Regions from separate parts of the Rattus norvegicus genome. Here region 2 is linked to region 1. Evidence: chromatin contacts called from public Hi-C data. All regions are on one chromosome and are shown on one strand. Each heading gives the region's core, a stretch centred on a gene start, on an enhancer-like site or on the middle of the called end of the contact. The rest is flanking DNA. Distances are from core to core; before and after follow the strand shown. Region 1 overlaps Podxl (podocalyxin-like). Region 2 holds the start of Podxl (podocalyxin-like).

The links. Hi-C and Micro-C count contacts between places; a contact is called where the count stands out from the background.
Region 2: a Hi-C map of psoas muscle shows a contact between it and region 1, with 1.9 times the contacts expected there. The contact joins the promoter of Podxl here to the enhancer-like site in region 1. A contact is called at or near these places in 3 of 12 Hi-C or Micro-C datasets (Schwann cells, mammary epithelial cells and psoas muscle).

What each region holds. Positions count from the first base shown.
Region 1 is chr4:61,101,455-61,106,963 of GRCr8, reverse strand. Podxl (podocalyxin-like) reads left to right here. Exons shown (of 8, transcript NM_138848.1): 8 at 657-4,530. The coding sequence ends at 854. Among named protein-coding and RNA genes, the nearest start is that of Podxl, 45 kb to the left of the region's middle. Within about 2 kb of position 2,878, at least 4 of the 93 cell types and tissues checked have an H3K27ac peak or open chromatin away from gene starts, as enhancers often do.
Region 2 is chr4:61,146,464-61,151,972 of GRCr8, reverse strand. It overlaps Podxl (podocalyxin-like), which reads left to right and starts at 2,842. Exons shown (of 8, transcript NM_138848.1): 1 at 2,842-3,069. The coding sequence starts at 2,988. It overlaps LOC134486572 (a long non-coding RNA gene), which reads left to right and starts at 3,076. Exons shown (of 2, transcript XR_010065780.1): 1 at 3,076-5,256; 2 at 5,325-5,509.

The sequences.
Region 1 (5,509 bases), core at 1,629-4,128:
GGTGTGGTGGCATACATCTGTAACCACAGCACTTGGGAAGCTGAGGCAGGGGGATCACAAGTTTGAAGTCAGCCTGGGCTACACAGCATGACCCTGTCTCATCTTTCGGGTGCCGTTCTGCTGTGGGTATGCACCCTAGCTGCAAACTACTGAGAGCGTCAGGACAGTTCCCACACCTACTGACCTCAAACACTGAATGAGGCATGAGTGATGGCAATGCGTTTCCACAGCCAAATCTCAGTGCACAAACTACTGCCTGGAGGTCCATAAGGACCACCCCGTGCAGATGGTCTGAAGGAGCTTCTTCTTCCCCCCCCCCTCTGTTATTATATGGAATGAGGTAGAAAAGCAGAGGTCTTAGGGGGAGGGATAGAGAAGAGAGAAAAGAATTTAAGGACAAAAAAATGTCTTCAGAAATCTTTCTCCATGACGTCACAGACTGCCACTGGGATGAGGATAGAGAGCAGATGGTAATTTTAGGATATGGGGGAGCACTCATGAGATGGTCAAGGCCAGGGTGGTCTCTGCCCCCACAAGTGAACCACCGGAATTTAATCTAGCCCACTTGTCCCTGGGGTGAATGGGGAAATGTTTCATATGAAAGCTCACAGCACTCCAAAATCACCTTCTTTCCTGTGTTATGGTCCCCACTTTAGCAACGACTCACAGAGGAGCTGCAGACAGTAGAGAATGGTTACCATGACAACCCAACCTTGGAAGTGATGGAGACTCCTTCTGAGATGCAGGAGAAGAAGGTGGTCAACCTCAACGGGGAGCTGGGAGACAGTTGGATCGTCCCTCTGGACAACTTGACCAAGGAGGACCTAGATGAGGAGGAAGATACACACCTCTGATCAGTCCGCCAGCCACTCCGACCGCACCGCAGAGCTCTCGACCACCCAAAGTGCCATTTGGACGGGGGCGGGGAGGGGAGGGGACTTCCCACCTGAAGACAGAAAGATTGGGGAGGGAGAATGGACACCGAGGGTTGTCTCCCTCCTCCCCATCCCCACAAGGCCTTAATTTTCCCTTTCAAGTTCAACGAAGTCACATTCTGTCCAGTTTCCTCATGTAAAAAAACCTACTTGTGCCTGAGCCCAGAGCCGCTGGAAGGCAGGAAGGTGGAGAACACCATGCGAGAGGCTCTGGCGCTCCTCCAGGAATGGCACCCACCCATCTCATAAGTAAGATGACCAAGGCCTTAAGAGGTCAGGTAACCTGCACAGGGCCACACGGCCATTTGGTGACAAGGGTGGTTTCCCTCGGTCTGGTGCTTCGTTGCATCAAGACACACTACTGTGTTCATTTGTGTCCATCCCCCAAGGCACAAGACACACGAAAGCGGGCAGGCTAGAAAGAAAACCAATCCTCTATGGTCTCAAGGACAGGCCCCAAATTTCCATCTCCTCTAACATGGCCTCTGCCAGCTTGTTGAATCCCGCTTCCTATGAGTCAGTCTTTAGTCCCACTCTTTCCCAGGGCAGGGCTTTGAACCTCTTGGGAAGATTTCCTTGCCTTTGCTTAGCAGGATTGGGACCTAACACACAGGCCTCACTATCTAATGGAGTCTGCCTAAAGGGTGGGTGGGCAGGCAGAGGAAAAGGAAGCTCAGGCTGGGACGCCTTCCTCATGGCAGCTGATTCTGTACTGACACTGGCCTATCATTCAAGGCACTCCCTAGAAGACACTCCCCCAAATGTCCTCTGGCCTTCTGCTCCCTCTAGGAACAAATCTGCAGTAGCTACTGAAAGCAAGATGTTCCTCTTTTCCTTGTTCACTGCTCAGCTGAGGGGGTGACTCCTCAAATCCGAGTGTCACAGAGCAGCTGTCTAGGGACAAACATGTCCTGGGGTTCTGACCGGTCCTTAATTGGTTCCTGATTGGCAAATGTGTCTCAGTAGACAATCGATCTAACCTACCTGGCATTATTCCACAGGAAGCTCAGGGGCTTTTCAAGTTACCGAGAACTTGGGTGGTTGTGTTATGGTGTGTGTTGTGTGTGTGTGCGTGTGTTGTGTGCATGTGTGTTTGTTTAATTCAGCTCCTAACTGCCAAAGGCCAAAGCTCAGATCCTGGAGACTGTTAGCTCATTTCATTGGTTTGCACCCTCCTTTGCCATGGAGAAAGGCCCAGAACATGCAGTTTTAAGATTCTTTTACCCATTCTCCTAGCACGGAGCCAGGTTTTTGTTTCCGGTGTTCTTTGTAGCACCCCAGTTGTACCATTTCTGGTGGCCTCTCAGGGAAACAAAACCATGCCTAGGACCCAGCACAGGAGTTTTACAGGCTCAGCAGAGTCAAGCAGCCATGTACAAGACTGTCGAGGGCCCGGCATAGCGATGTTTCATCTGGTTTTCTGAGAAAGGGGTGGGGGACCCTGTGTGGAGCTTTGAATTAGGCCTATGGTCTGGATTGTTCTTGGGCATAAATCCCCATGACTGACTGTCTGGTTTGAAGCAGCTTATTTAGAAGGGGAGCTAGGGGACAGACAGGTGTTCTCTGCCTAATCCCATTGTTATAGCTGTCACACTGAGATAGGCTAAGGAGAAAGGCTGCCAGAAGTCAAGAAAGGCTCTCAGTGAGTTTCACAGGAGTTGAAAAAAAAAACGCTAACAAGAACTCACAAACCCCTTGGCCTGCATCTCTCAGATTTGCAGGGGAGGGTGGGGAGCAGTGCCAATTTGGGGGGAAATTAGGTTTATTTGCTCCCGGCATTAGGTTCTGTCCTGAGAGGCAGCCAGCATTCCTTCTCCTTTGCTACAATCAATGGGTAAGGCCATGACAGACAGCACATGCGCTCTCTGCAAACTGGTCAGATTATAACCCTACAGCCTGTCAGATATGGCTGTAACATTAGACAACAGATACTGTGTCTAAGCTGTTGGAATAGCCTTGGCTCTGCCCAGGGTAAGCCCATAGAAACTCTGCCCAGGCTGGCCCAGTGTCCCTTCCTGTGCACTCAAATTGTGTAGCATTTCAGTACAGCTTGAGAATCTGGCCTTCACTTGCTCTTAACCACTGGGACATCTGTTACACAAGACATGCTGCTAGTGTCTATAAAAGTTATCTTCCTGTGTTTATTACTGGGTTTTTAGAGCTGTCTGTGAGTTCAGAATCTCAGGCCCAGTCTGAGAGAAGGAAGCGGAGGGGACCTTTAGAACCAGCTGTACCAAAGAGAAATCAGAACTTCACATTTCAGGGGCAAAATGGCTTCCCCCAGCTGCAAAACCCAAGGGCCTGATGGTTGGCTGAACAAAGCCAGCCGCTCTTGTGCTGCCTGCCGTGTGAATGGCGAGGGAAGCAGCTGAGCACAGGGCACAGAGCAGTCTGCCTGGCCGAGCAGGATCCAGACTCATTTAGGACACTCACGCTCTCTATCTTCCTGATAGAGAGAACCAGCAGGTGTTTTACTGTTTTATTGGTTTTTGTTGTTTTGGTTTTTTGGGGGTTTTTTTTTTTTTGTGTTTTTTTGCCTACTTTTTGGACAACACACTGGTGAAACTTTGAAGAATAAGTTGAAGTTGACAAGACCTATGCACGTTTTTGACAATGTAAATACAAGAGCCACATGTTTATTTTACCCTGTACTGCTTCCAGAGGGTAAACTTTGGGAAAGACTTGATAGCTAAGCTTCCCACCCCCCATTTTCTGAATAAGAATGTAAATGTCTATTTAGTAGAAATGACTTTTTTAAAGAACTGAAGAATATAACAAGACAGGCTGGTAACACGAGAATTTGCCTTGTAGATAGGGGATTTAAAATTTTAAAATACTGTCCTTGCTCCTCCCCAGCCAAGTCTCCATCCTGCTGCAGTTCGGGCTGGAGTTTAGCATGGTCTGTGATGGTCACGGGGGAAGTTTAGGAGATACAGTCTTTCTACAGGAAAACACATCTGAAGCCACAAAGAATCTCCCGAGGGCCAGAGACAAGATGAAAACATGCATCCCAGACTGCCTGCTCTGTGCTGCATGTTTCTCAAGAACAGGGAATTAAGGACTACAGCTCCCAGGTACAAGGTTAATACAGGATACCATCAGTCCTTCCTCATAATAACCCTGGAAGGGCTAGGAGGACACAAGGGACACAAACAGCCATGTGCTGGGCTCTGGAATCACATGGTCCAGATATCAATAAATATTTTGGGGGCTTGGTTTTTTTTTTCCTGTCAGGAAATAATTTTGAAAAGTTCCTGAGGAATGTCCAGTAGAATGAGGATCAAAGGGACTAGCATAGATGAAGGTAGAGAGGGAGAAGCTCTGTAGTGCAGCCTGTGTCACTGTCAGTCATGATCCTTCCCTCTCAGGTCTGCGGAAAATCCACCACTGAGCTGGGATCACTGTTTCATGGGGCTTTTCTGCTTCTTTGTGAATGCCAACCAGCTTGCCCAGGAGATTGGGGGAGTGTATGTGGTAGTGGACAGGGGTCTAAAGTACACTGGAATTTATCGAGAGACTATAGTTAACTATTGCATTTTCTTATAAAGTATATTTTGGAAAATCGTACACCGTCAATTAAAATGCTTTTGTGTAAGCTGGTTCAGACCCTAATGTTTTGCTCTGGCTTAAAAGTCTTCATCCATGACCTGAGGCTATCAGCTACTTTGAGGTCTAATTCAGGCGGTATCTGCTGCTCTTACCAGTATCTGCTGCATTCCACCAGTAGAGCGGGAAGAGGGGATGCTGGAAGGGGTGGAGGACTCCAGGGCCTGAGCCCGAGAGGACTGCTTTCCTCACTGTGCACTGTTTACAAATTTGTCACTAACTCCCCTTTACTTCTGTCTGGAGTGTAACGATAAGTGACCACCATCAAAGAAAGATGCCACGCCAGTTGGGTATAAAAACATCAAGAGATCAAAACGAGCTCCCTACAAACCAGCTCAGTTCCGCACAGATGGTTGCTACAAGTTGCCTGTTTCTCTTCTCACAGTGAAGGATGGAGTTGATGGCTGTGAACATGGGCCATCTCTTGGCTACATTACAGACAGCTACATCTTCTCAGGGCAAAGGAACCCTGAATCACACAGCTTGAAGCAGGGAAAGGTCTGTCCTGCAGATCTGGCCCATCTCTGCCTCCACCTCGGCAGTCATGACATTTTCACTTCACTTACAGGAAACCCAGCACGGCACATGATAAACTGCAGACTTCCTCTCTTTGGCCTAGGCCCTGACTGCATCTTTTCTCTCTCTAGTGCCAGGTTCTTTTCTCCATACCACCATGATGCTTGAATTCTAAAAACAAACTTCATTTCTAGATTATATCCACAGTTACCATGCATTTTTCCCCTTTTTGTGCACTGGTAGGCAAGTGACACCCAGAGGGGCAGGCCAGAGTTAGGGCCAGGGTATTTTGAGGTTAACCTCATGAGTATGCCAAAGACACAGAAAAGATCCCAATGCCAGGAACTCCCAAAGGACCATGGCCCTGCTGGCACACTGTTCTAACAGTGACTCACGATTTATCACAGCCCACACACTAGCTCTAAGGCTCCATTCTCTTCCGGACTAGGCCA
Region 2 (5,509 bases), core at 1,593-4,092, 45 kb before region 1:
GAGATATAGTTCCAAGCTGGGGGTTGGGGATTTAGCTCAGTGGTAGAGCGCTTGCCTAGGAAGCGCAAGGCCCTGGGTTCGGTCCCCAGCTCCGGAAAAAAAAAAAAAGAAAAAGAAAAGAAAAGAAAAGATAGAGATCCAAGCTGGTATGCATGTCTGCATCTGTAGATTAGCAAACACACACACTATACACACACACACACTATACATACACATACACATACATATATATAATTTGTGCTGCTGTGCTCTCCTGGCTGCTCTGAAGAAGTGAAAAGTAGACACGGAAGATCCCATGTTTAGATGTTTAAATCTACTAGCGGGATGGGTTGGAGTGTCACTCAATGATAGATTGCTTGCTTAGCATGCACAAGGCTTGGGTTTGGGAGAGAGAGAGAGAGAGAGAGAGAGAGAGAGAGAGAGAGAGAGAGAGAGAGAGAGAGAGAGAACACATGGATACTAGTGGCCAAAGTGCATTGAGTTCCAGAAGTATGGGGACTAGTGTCTGTAAAGAGCATTGCAGAGAGTTACAGTCTTGGGTTCCAGACCAGCAAGTTCACTGTGCAGACAGGGCCGGGCTTCAACGCTGCCAAGAGCACTTTCTGTTGGCCTCATTCTGGAAGTTCTATTCTAAGTAAATTGGGGGTCATGTCAGATACTGAAGACTGGAAACTGTAATTCTGACATTGCAGTTTTTAGATACAAACAGTACCCCACTTCCTAAGTCTACATATCTGCTGTCATTTTTAACCATGTGTGATCTGATAGTGGGGTCAATCCGAAATCAGGGGAATTTAAAAATACCCCAAACTCTATTCACAAATACTGATTGTTTTGGAGTTTGTATAAAAGTTGATTCGCTGAATGCAAAGGCATGGATTAATCAGAGAGCATACAAAATAAACATTTCAACCTCAATTTTGAAAAAGCCATTTGTTGGTGCTAATGTCGAGGAGAACAGCGCTAAAGAAAAACCATCACACACACACACACACACACACACGCACACGCACACGCACACGCACACGCACACACCCGTGTATTCATAGGGAACACCCTCTGCCTTTCCCATATGTGGTGTGGAAAACCATGCCAGAACGATTATGCAGAAACTTCCTAGTAAAAACAGCCAGTAAGCTCTTCCCAAACTTGAGGCCGGCTACAGCGACACCCCAACCCCGCTCCGCGCTTCCTAAGCAGCTTCATGATGAGCCTGCGCGCGGCCCACTTGAGGGATTCACAAGGTATACCGTCCTTGGGATCCGAGAATCTCTCCACTTAGGCTCATCTGGCAGAAAGACTCCATATTAGCAGCCCAGGAATAATGTGCGACAAATTTTCGCGATCTCCCTTCGGTGTTAGCCTCCCCTGCCCCTCCAGGTCTGTATCCCAGCGCCTTGAGGGGCCACCTTTGCAGCGGACTCCAGGGTCTGCAGCCCGCAAAGGTCCCCAAACTGGGGTGAATAGGATGCGAGCTTCTTTGACCTTTCACAGAGTAAGCTCAGCTTTATGCGATTCTCCAATTCCGATCTCCCAACCCCAAGTCTACGCTATCTCACTAGCGAAGGCTGCTTCTTTCATAAAGGCTGTCTGAGATTCTGGCCCTACGCTAAGTGTTTCTCCCAAGCAAGTGGATCAGCAGCTGTTGGAAGTTTCACTAGCCCTGCTTTTTGTTATGAAAAGAATCGAAGCACACAGAGTGACTTAGCACAACTAGGTTTTGAGACCAAGTTTGATTTGACGCCGAGGCCCTTAAATCTCCATTGCTGCTTTTTACTTGGCAATATTAATTCTTATGGAGCAATTACGGTATTATGGGCACTGTGCAAAGTAGTTTTCCAGGTTAGTCTCAGAGGCAAGGCTGCTATTTACCACCTAAGGAATCTTAAACAACTTTTTTAACCTTTTTTTAAAACTCTATTTTCCTGTCTGCAAAACGAGGCTTAAAAAATGTGACTGCTGTGAAGATCAAGAGAATTAATACGTGCAAAGCACTTAGACCACAGACCCGCACGAAGTAAGCGCTGAAAATTTTGCCTTCAGGGAGTCACATCCATTTGTACATCGGTGGGAGAGGTTAAGTAAAAACCCGCTCCAGATGGTACGGGGCTCATCCTGGAGCCCAGACTTGTTTGGGAATTGCATGGATCCAGGCACCTGCTGGGTAGGGGACCTGATTCCCCGGCTCTGCCGCAGAAGGTGCTGAGGTCTGGGGGGCCTGGAAGGATCCGATTCTTAGCCGAACTTCCAGGCTGAGAATCTATGCCTGCGTAAAGGGCCCCGGCATTATGGAGGATCCCCGTGGATCCCGGGCAAAAGCAATGCGTAGGACATCTGTGCCAGAGATTGATTGTCTGACAGGGTCCCTGGCGCGCGCGTGCGCGCGTACACACACACACACACACACACACACACACACACGCATTACCCCACACACACACGCATTGCACGCACACGCGCGAACACATACGCATTGCACAAACACACACACACACACACACACACACACACACACACACACACACACACACACACACACACACACACACATTGCCCGGGACCGCCAGCCCCTGTTCCCCCGCCCGCCGCGCTCCAGGGCGGAGTTTCCTCCTCTGCTTATTGTTCGCAGCCCAGCGCCCGCCAGCCCAGCCGCCGCCCCGCCCGACCCCGCCGCCGCTTTGGGAGGGCTCCTGGGGGAGGGGGCGGAGGCCAGCGCGGACGGGACGGGGCGGGAGTCATCGCAGCAGCGTGCGCGGGGCCGCAGCCGCCCAGTCACCGCCCGGGCCGCAGCCACCTTCCCTCCTCGCTTCTGGCTCCGCGTCCCAGCCCAGCTCTGCGGCAGGCAGGAGGAGCAGCCGGATAGTGACTCCAGAGTTCCCGGCTGTCGCCAGGCCTCCGGGAGCGGCGCCGACTCTCCCGCGGTCCGGACGCCGGACCCTGCGCCAGAGCCGCAGCCACCTGCTCCGAGTCCCCGGGCAAGCACAACCATGCGCCCCACTCTGGCGCTCTCCGCGCTGCTGTTGCTGCAGCTGCTGTTACTGTCGACTCCATCTCTCTCCCAGGATAATGGTGAGTGGATAGCCTCGCGGCTCTGCCCCGACCCTTGGTTATTCCCCTCCGCCCCAAGCCTGGAGAGGCTCCTGGGAGGCCGGCTGCACCGCGTGGTCCGACCGCTTGCAGCCTCTCCCGCGTGGCCGCAGGCAGAGTCCTGACCTTGGCACCATCCACGCCCCCTCCAAATTGGAGAACGCCGTAGGTGCGGGCCAGATCGTGGATGTACCTCTAGTCTTCACTGGTATAGAGTGAGCTGGAGTTGTGAGGTTGTAAAGGGGGTACCTGGTGGGTTCGCTGGAGAAAGGGGGGAAACTCTGGGTTGTTGGAAGGTCCCAGATTCCCGCGGGACCACCAAAGTGCGATTTCTCTTTCTCGTGTTTGGAGCGACCAGGGACTGCATTGCGAGGTCGTTGAAACTAAGCAAAACGACAAGCTAGTTACACAAGCCTGAAACAGATCGCAAACCTTTAGGTGCCCACGCGTGCACCGTGCTTCTTGTCCAAGCGCTTTTTCTTAAGCCTGCTCCGGGACGGGTGGAGTAAGTGCTCCTTTCACGGTCCCAGAGTCTGATTCAGCCGGGACCTTGCCTTCACGATGCCTCAGGACCGGATCCTTTCTCAGAGCATGGCCAGGATGGTGGGCCCCTCCCACCCCTTTGTGTAAACAAGAAACTTCTTTCACAAATGAGGTTTGAGCTGTGTCTTAGTAATACCTCAGGCACCCTTCTCCCATCAGACCCAGCTTGGAGACAGTCCCACTATCTTCTTTCCGAAGGTGGAATGCTACTTTCTGTTTGAGAGGTCAGGCAGTGTTTGCAAACGTAACCAGAGCAGGTGTCCCAAAGTCCCTGCCAAACAGCTGAGAGACTCAGCCCAGGAGAGAGAGGCACGTTTCATAGCCTATCCTTCCTGACCAGGTAGTTGTAGGGAGAAAGTGGCGAGGGGAGGCTTTCCAGGATCAGAAGTACTGGAGTCACCGCCCAGACGGGGAAGGGACTCTGTTGATGTGGGAGTTAGTGTTGGGGGGACTGGATTCTACGGGAGAACAATGAGAAATGGCTGCGTGGTGAGGGCTGTTCCTCAGGGAATGGAGGTTAAAGCCTCTGGGGGTGGCCTGGGACTCCAGCATGGCCTGAAAGGTTAGAGTATTCCACTGGAAGGGCCTGTGTCTCTTGAGGAGGGGTGCAATTCGAGGAAGATGGGAGCAGCTTAGAGGACCCCAGTCTACAGTTGACACAATCAGAAGGGATGACAAGTTTGTGGCCTGCCTTGGCAATTTCATGGTGCATCTTCACACGCAGTCTTTTGGAGGGGGAGCCTCCTAGTACCCTTCAAAAGCCAGATGGACTTTCAACCTGATCCCTGGACATCAAGGCTGCGGTTCTTGTCCGGCACCCGAGAACTGCCTAGGAACCCCATCTGCTGAGAAGCCCTCTCCAGACTCTACCTCAGGCAGGAACAGTTCATCGTCAGAGCTTAACATGTGCCCAGAAACTTGTCCTTGCAAGCAACAACTCTCTTAAGCATCACCGAGCCCCGGATACCCAAACCCCGAAATGTCATTTTTACAGTATGTGGCAATATAGAGAAGTTCTTTGACAGTGTTTGGTGACCAGGAGGAACGGTTACAGCAAACCTGGGATTGGGGTGTAGTGGTTTTACACCTTTCTCTAGGTCAGCTCCCTTAGCGGCTGTCATCAGCCATATCTCCCCCCACCCCCAGCCCCAACCTCAGTCGGTGAGATTCTGTGATGAGATGCAAAACTGGAGGCTTATGGTGAAAGTCTCTGTAACAAAGGAATTATCCGGACCGGTCCCCTCCAGCTTTCCTCCTAAGCTGGTGGCTGGAGCACACCCTAGAGGTAAACAACCTTTATCCTGGGATTCTTTTGGTGCTTTTCCTTTGCCACAGGGCTAGTCAGACCTTTGCACTCCACTTTCCTATCTGTGAAGTAGAATGGAGGGACAGAAGGGGACCGTTCTTTCCACTGCTGTAGATGTCTTGGCTTTCATGGTCCTTGGCTGATGAAAAGGAAGACTGATTTAGTCCTCTTTGGTTGATAGCCGGATGGTGCATAAATCCGGGTCAGGAGAAAGATGGGTTGACCCCATCTCAGACTGGGCCCCACACTTGTGTGCCTGCGGACGAGGTAGTGTACTTTCCAAGCCACAGCTTCCTACTGAAGTGATCGCAGGTTCGCAGGTGCCTGCGGACGAGGTAGTGTACTTTCCAAGCCACAGCTTCCTACTGAAGTGATCGCAGGTTCGCAGGTCGTCTTCATCTGAGCAACGGGAAGGGGAACAGGTTTAACATTGTTGCCAACCCACTAGTATCAGCGGCCCCTGGGTACTGCTGTGAATTGAATGGGTGTATTGGGTGCTTCATGGGCTTGAGCCTCAGGATTCTGCTGCTGTTAGCAATTGGCAGTCGGAATGTGGCTGCTTCCCAGAGACAG